Regions from separate parts of the Cricetulus griseus genome. Here region 1 is linked to region 2. The links are chromatin contacts, called in public Hi-C maps. All regions are on one chromosome and are shown on one strand. The core of a region is the stretch at or near the end of the contact, and the rest is flanking DNA. Distances in the headings are between cores, read along the strand shown.

Region 1 (3,325 bases), core at 119-2,618, 93 kb after region 2:
TTACTTCTCCTGTATGCTTTCTCTGTGCATAGATATTCAAATATTCTTATGTACGCATTGAAAATATAACAAGCCATAAAGATCCTTACCATTAATTATTCCATACAAATGAGCTTTACCTCTTGAAGGAAAAAAATAACACATCCATCATGGGTCCTACATTGGATTACAATGATGAATATTTTATTTGATAAAACTTTTTAAAAATGTCCAGAAAGTCAGAATGAAGGTTCAAGAGCACTCTTAAGACATTATCTTTTAAAACTGGAAATAAAGAAGTAAAGTAAAAAAACACTCAGGGGTCAAAGACAACAAAGGCTGCATGGCCAAGAACCCCGAAGCACTCGACTATAGAGTATGCTCATGGCTTGGCCACAGAGAGCCTTTGCCTTTCCATTTAATGGACAAAGCAAGAGCTGAGAAGATCCTCAAAGCACTGCTCCATCAAGATATATTCAGTCAGTCACGAGTGTAGAGGCGTGAAAGTGGAGAAAGAGAGCGAGAACCAAGCAGTTAGAGCAAAAGATCTCAAGGCTTAAGTCGCTCTCTGATACCGCTCTCCGCCCAAGCCGCGCGCTCACTCGATCTCAGCATGTGTAGAGACTGTGAAGGTCTGAAGAGGCCACGTCACTGACTGGGGGTAAGAGCACTGCACCACAGCTTCCACAGCTGCGAGCGAGCGAGAGAGCGAGATGGCGATAGCCATGGTCCAGAACACAGCTCCAGTGAACGCAGCAACCTAGACCCATGAGACCACACACCACGCTAGTATGACCGCAGGCGGCGACGCCCCACAATCTTAAAGTTAGTGTATCTGTGGGATTATTAGTAGAACCAGCATACTTCTATTCCTCCCTGGGAGCACTGTAACAGAGGCACCCAACTGCACACAAAGCCCCAGCCGGGAGAGGCAGACCCCACCGGTGACAGAGTCGCGGCAGCCGGGGAAACATGGCGGTAAACGCACAAAGGCAGGCCTCCGCGGGCGGCCAAGGGCAGGGGCCGGCGAGGGGCAGGGGCGGATGGGCGCCCGAGTCCCAGCCCCCGCCCCCGCGCTCCCCAGCCCCGGCCTCCCCCGGGATTTATGATCCAGCTGTTCCCATACTGCAGACAGTTTACTGTGCTGGGCGGACCTGTTAAAGCCGAAGGGCGTTTATTATACTGTGGGGGGAACCAGGTTGGAGAGACACTTCTTGGGCAGGAGAGGGGAAGGATGAATGGTTTATTGGGCTGGGGCTGCAGTAATTACCCCGGGGAGACATTTCTCTCCCCAGCACCACGATTTCCGCACGGGCGGGGACAGAGGGCTTGGCTTAAGGAGGAGGTCGGGTGCGAGAGGCGGGGCTTCTGCCAAGTCCCGCCCCTCCGGCCACGCTCGGGAGGCGCTTCACGCAGCGGCTCGACCAGGCAAGCAAACTGTCCCTGGCCCTGCCCCGTACTCCCCCAAGAAGGCACGGCAGCCTTAGTGCCAAGACAACACTCCACGTCTATAACTCTTGACCGCATCCAGCAAGGACTTGAGAAGCAAAGGTGCCTAAAGTAAGCCCCAGTATTGCCCAAGGCTGTTGTAGACCAGTTGTTCTTTTCCACGCTGGGAAATGGGAAGCTGACTGTGCATAGCATGCTAACCATTACACACCGCTGAAGCCCACGGCAAGAGAGTTTCTAATCAGGTTCAAGATTGGCACCTTCTGCCCTCATCCAACATAGTTTTCTCAATGCATCCTAGACCCAGAAATCCACAGAGCCATAAAGTACTAGAAATGATCATATAGTCAACACCACACACACACACACACACACACACACACACACACACACACACCTACATTCTAGTGAGAAAGCAACCAACCATTAACAATGGTTAGGGAACCCAGACTCACATCGGTTATTCCGAATAAAAACCACCCATGTAGTCATGCCCCAGGGCTAAAATACATGTGCAGCCGCTCTGTCTGTCAGTGCCCCAGTAGCATCAGAAGCTATAACAAAAGCCTTCTGGAAGATGTAAAATGGTCAGGGCTCCTGTGTAACCCAGAAACGCCTCTATCTTAGGTGCTTTCTGCCACCAACAAATATTCCCAGGAGAACCACTACAACCAGGGGGTGGAGCTTCTGCACAGGCCCAGACCCCTGAACTCAACTCTCTCTTGATCTACATACCTCCTCAACTTTTAACTTAATTCTTGGCCATACACCATTCAGTCAGAGATCCCAGTTGACATGCCCATCCCCAGAACCAACACACATGATAGTCCCTTTATGCTGGAAGCTACGGATCCAGAAATGAGCTGGGACTGAGTCTTTGCTGGCTCCCAGGGGAACCAGGAAGGAACTGAGACCTCATCAAGGATTCAGAAGCCAGGACTTGGACAAAGGGGTTCAAGACCAGAAAGGTGTCATCTCCTTCATCCATTTTAGGTCCCAGTGGTCACCCCATATCCCACAGTGACATCAGGTGCAGAAGTGTCAATGGTGTTTGGCAGGTGGGTAGGGACATTATGTAACAAGAGTGGTGGGGGGATGGGAGGGACAGTGGGGAAGCGGTGAGGAGGGAGGAAAGGCAAGGAGAGACTCAGTGGAGAAGCAGAGAATAAGGTGTCCATGAAGAGAGATGTCCTCACACTAGGGAACCTTGGAGCAGGAGGAAACCTGCCTTCAACCCTTAGAGGAGTCCCAAGGGAAGCTGCTTCTCTCATCTTCCCCATAGGTAATGTGAACAGAGATGGGATCAGTCATGACAGCATGCTTCTTCCTCTTCTAGCTTCCCTTAGCCCCTTCCTTCCTCCCCGAATCCCTCACAGCCTCCCTACTGCCTCCATCACTGTCCCAGGCCACCCTCCATCTCATCCTCTACTCCTCCTACTCTGGGAAGACACCCCAAGGCAATGCTCATGCCAACATGATATAGTTCTTTCAGATTCCTGTTATCTTGACCTGTATCCCTGGAGCATCAGGGGCTGTGACAAGAACCTTCTGGGAGATCTAGAACTGTAGAGGGATAAAGCATCCTACACAATCCAGAAAAACCTGCATTCCTGTTCCCTCCCTCTGCCTGGCTCCTGCTCCTTGCCAGCTCCTGGGCCCTCTTCCCCACCTGCCCGTCATTCCTGGGCCAGCACTTCTCTCTTTCACTCTCCTCTTCCATACCTACTCCTCCTCACCACACAGGGCACCCCTCCATTGAGCCCAACCCTTCCTAGCTCACTCTTTGTGCCTCTCATTGTTGCCTAGAATGACCATGTTCTGTCTGAGCCTTTGGAAGCAACACTGGGCCTGAGGAAAGCCAGAAGAGAACAATGAGGAGGACAGGGGGCAAATGAAG
Region 2 (3,250 bases), core at 136-2,635:
GCATCAAGGTACCAGCCCCTGTGTTGGATCTGGCCTACCCCGTTCCTACCACCTCTCATGGGTTCCTCTGGCCTGGTTACCCCATCTCTCTGGATCTGCAATGGCAGACCGTACAGTGAGCTCCCATGCTGAGGCAGGGTAAGGGAGTCCCACACAGCTCCCCAAGCCCTCTAAGGAGGTTCCTGGAAGTTCGGGGTCCTCACCCATGCACAAGTCTCTCTAAAACCTACGACACTTCCCTCTGGCACCCAGAGAGGTAACCCTGTGTTCCGGGCCAGCTGGTGGCCACTCAGACACTGCCCATGGGGCATCCAGGAGAGTTCAGGCTTTGGTATCTGGTTTTAATTTGAGCTTGACTGTGTGACCTTGGTCAAGTTGCTTGCCCTCTCTGAACCTCCTTTTTTTGTTAGAAGTAGTTAACACCCATTTCTGTCTTGGCTGCTATGAGAAATGGATGGGGGCACAGAGCACAGCATAGAAGAAGGTGACTCTGGGAGCAGAGGACGGCTGTCACCAAGGGGAACAGCCCAGATGCTGCACTAGGGTCAGGCTGGCTTCATCCTTACAGGGAACGAGGGAGATGGGTGACCAAGGAGATGGTGAAGTTCCACACATGCACATCCACTCAGTCCCTTGAGTGACTTCCGAGAGATTCTGAGAAACAGCAGCCATGGGTTCCACCTGAAGTTTCCAGTCTGGAAAAGAGGCTCGGGGCAAGAGTTCAGGACGGATGGCTACATGGGGAAAGGCTCTTACCCGAGGACCCAAGCTTAAAGCAACCCTGCAGGTTGTCCTCTGGCTTTCCTGCACATTTGCACACACTCACATACCCCAAGACAGTAAGTAAATAGCCAGCAGCTGCCAGCATCAGCCACTGGGTTCCAGTGAGGTCAATGGTTCCCTGATTGGACAACCCTATGACAAGTTTGAAAGAGTATAAAGTCCTGGGTGAGAATAGTCAGGCATGGGAGCCCAGGCTGAGGTTGAACATTTGCTGCTCCCAGTAAGCAGTGGCAGCAGCCAGTCCTTCCGTGGCTGTAACTCAGTAACAGCTTTGCCCTGGAGGTTGGAAAAACCTGTTTGACTGTTCTCTCTTGGTATCAGAGAGGGCTCAGGCCTTCCCACCCTGACCTGGTAGCAGTCCTGCCATCCAGGCAGTTCAGCACATGAGTCCTCTACCTGGGTCCCCTCTACAGTGTTGGGACATCCCAGTGATCACTCCTGGAAACAGGACAAGGAGACTTTTACCCTCCCACCCCACTCCTATCTCTACCATCAGAGCAAGGAGGAGCTTGGGAGCACTTGGTATCCGTGAGGACTAGCAAGGACTAGCAGATCTCAGCACTCACCTTCTTCCCCAAGGGCGACGAGGATCAGCTCCGCTCATGGCGTTCGAGGAGCTTCTGGACAGAGCTGGGGGTATGGGACTCTTCCAGGTCCTGCAGATCTGCACGCTGATTCTCCCCACCATCTCGTTCCCTTTTCACATACTTCTGGAGAATTTCTCAGCTGCCGTCCCAGACCACCGCTGTTGGACCAATATGCTGGACAACAGCTCTGAGGTGTTCACCAACCTGACCCACGAGGCCCTCCTAGCCATCTCCATCCCAGCTGGCCCCAACCTGAAACCTCACCAGTGCCGTCGCTTCCGCCATCCACAGTGGCAGTTTCTGGACCCCAATGCCACAGCTGCCAACAGGAGTGAGGCTGTGACAGAGCCATGTGTGGATGGTTGGGTCTATGACAACAGTACTTTTTCATCTACAATTGTAACCAAGGTAAGGATCCCCAGAACTGGCCTGCATAGCTTGCCTCTTCCCCTGGCCTTGCACAACAAACAAAATATTGAAGTGTTATACAGGCCTAGGGAGATGACTCAGTCAGTAAAGTGCTGTCTGAAGACCTGAGTTCAAACCCCCAGAACCCATATAAAAAGGGGTAGGCAGACAGTGCTAAGGGAACAGAGACAGGAAGATCCTTGGGGCTTCAGAGAATTCTAACTTCAGTGAGAGACTGCTGTCTCAAACTACAAAGTGAAGAGTAATTGAGATAGATACCTACTGTCAACTTCAAGAGACACACGCACATATGTAACCCCCCCACACACACACACACACATGCCATGCACACACCGACACATAAAACAGGTATCCAGCTATCCAAAATGGGAAGGCAGATTTGATCTCTCCACAGCTAGAGAAACCATCAGGTAGAGATGTGGTCTTGCTTCGGGAGAAAGAGATGTGCCCCTACTCAAGACAAAAGGTCAGTCACAACTAGAAGCCTGGGAGGGTCAGAGGGCAGAAAATTACAATGACGGAAGAGGCTGGCCAAACTAGCCCAACTGGATTCTCACTGAAACAGAGTGGGATGTTCTTACTGAACAGTCTTAGAAGAGTTCTTTAATAAAACTGGAGTGTACAAGAACACAGATGGATCTAGGACTAGTTTGCTCAAGTGGAAAGACACACAGACAGACAGACAGACAGACACACACACACACACACACACAGAGAGAGAGAGAGAGAGAGAGAGAGAGAGAGAGAGAGAGAGAACATGTGCATCCGCAAGCAGGTATACCTCTATATGCATGTGTGTGTGTATGGAAGCTGGAGCCATGCATCTTTAAAAAAAATTGTGTGTGTGTGTGTGTGTGTGTGTGTGTGTGTGTGTGTGTGTGGTGTCTATACACACCTGCAGAGTCCAAAGGTGTCAGATGTCTTCTATCCTTCTGCCTGTCCCTTTGAGGCAGGGTCTCTCCCTGAACCTGACCTCACATTTTCTCAGCTAGGCCAGAAGAGAGCAAGCCCTGGAATCCTGTCTCTTTTCCCCTTAGAGCTGGGGTTATAGGCATGAGCCAGATGTCTGGCTTGTTAGGTGTGTGGCTGTTAGAATTCTAACAATTGCACACAAGGGGCTCTTAACTATCTGAGCCATCTCTCCAGCCCCCACCTTGTTTTGTGACACAGGATCTCCCTGCCTTGGGACAGCAGGCTCCCACATTTGCCTGGCCAGACACTCCTCCTTCCCCCACCCATCCCATGTTGGGGCTACAAAGGCGTACCACCTTGCCCAGCTTTTTATGTGGGTTCTGAACACTGAAGTCACATCTTCATGCTTCTGCAGCGAGCGTATTCCCACTGAACTCTCTCTCCAGACCCCCCTCCCTCAAGTGGAGAAGTTTACTATCTGGCTTATACTTCTGATGGCTTATGGTGACCCGGGTTCAGATGTAGGCTTGGGTTTTAGG

Evidence for each region. A called contact is a pair of places that touch in the nucleus more often than the background predicts.
Region 1: a contact with region 2 is called in a Hi-C map of liver, with 2.5 times the contacts expected there. The contact joins the enhancer-like site here to the promoter of Slc22a11 in region 2. A contact is called at or near these places in 4 of 8 Hi-C or Micro-C datasets (the CHL-YN cell line, the CHO-K1 cell line, fibroblasts and 1 more).

What each region holds. Positions count from the first base shown.
Region 1 is chr3:52,851,618-52,854,942 of CriGri-PICRH-1.0, forward strand. All of the region lies in intron 15 of Nrxn2 (neurexin-2-beta), which reads right to left. Among named protein-coding and RNA genes, the nearest start is that of Slc22a12, 41 kb to the left of the region's middle. Within about 2 kb of position 1,369, at least 1 of the 6 cell types and tissues checked has open chromatin away from gene starts, as enhancers often do.
Region 2 is chr3:52,758,602-52,761,851 of CriGri-PICRH-1.0, forward strand. It overlaps Slc22a11 (solute carrier family 22 member 11), which reads left to right and starts at 1,386. Exons shown (of 10, transcript XM_035441593.1): 1 at 1,386-1,778. The coding sequence starts at 1,386.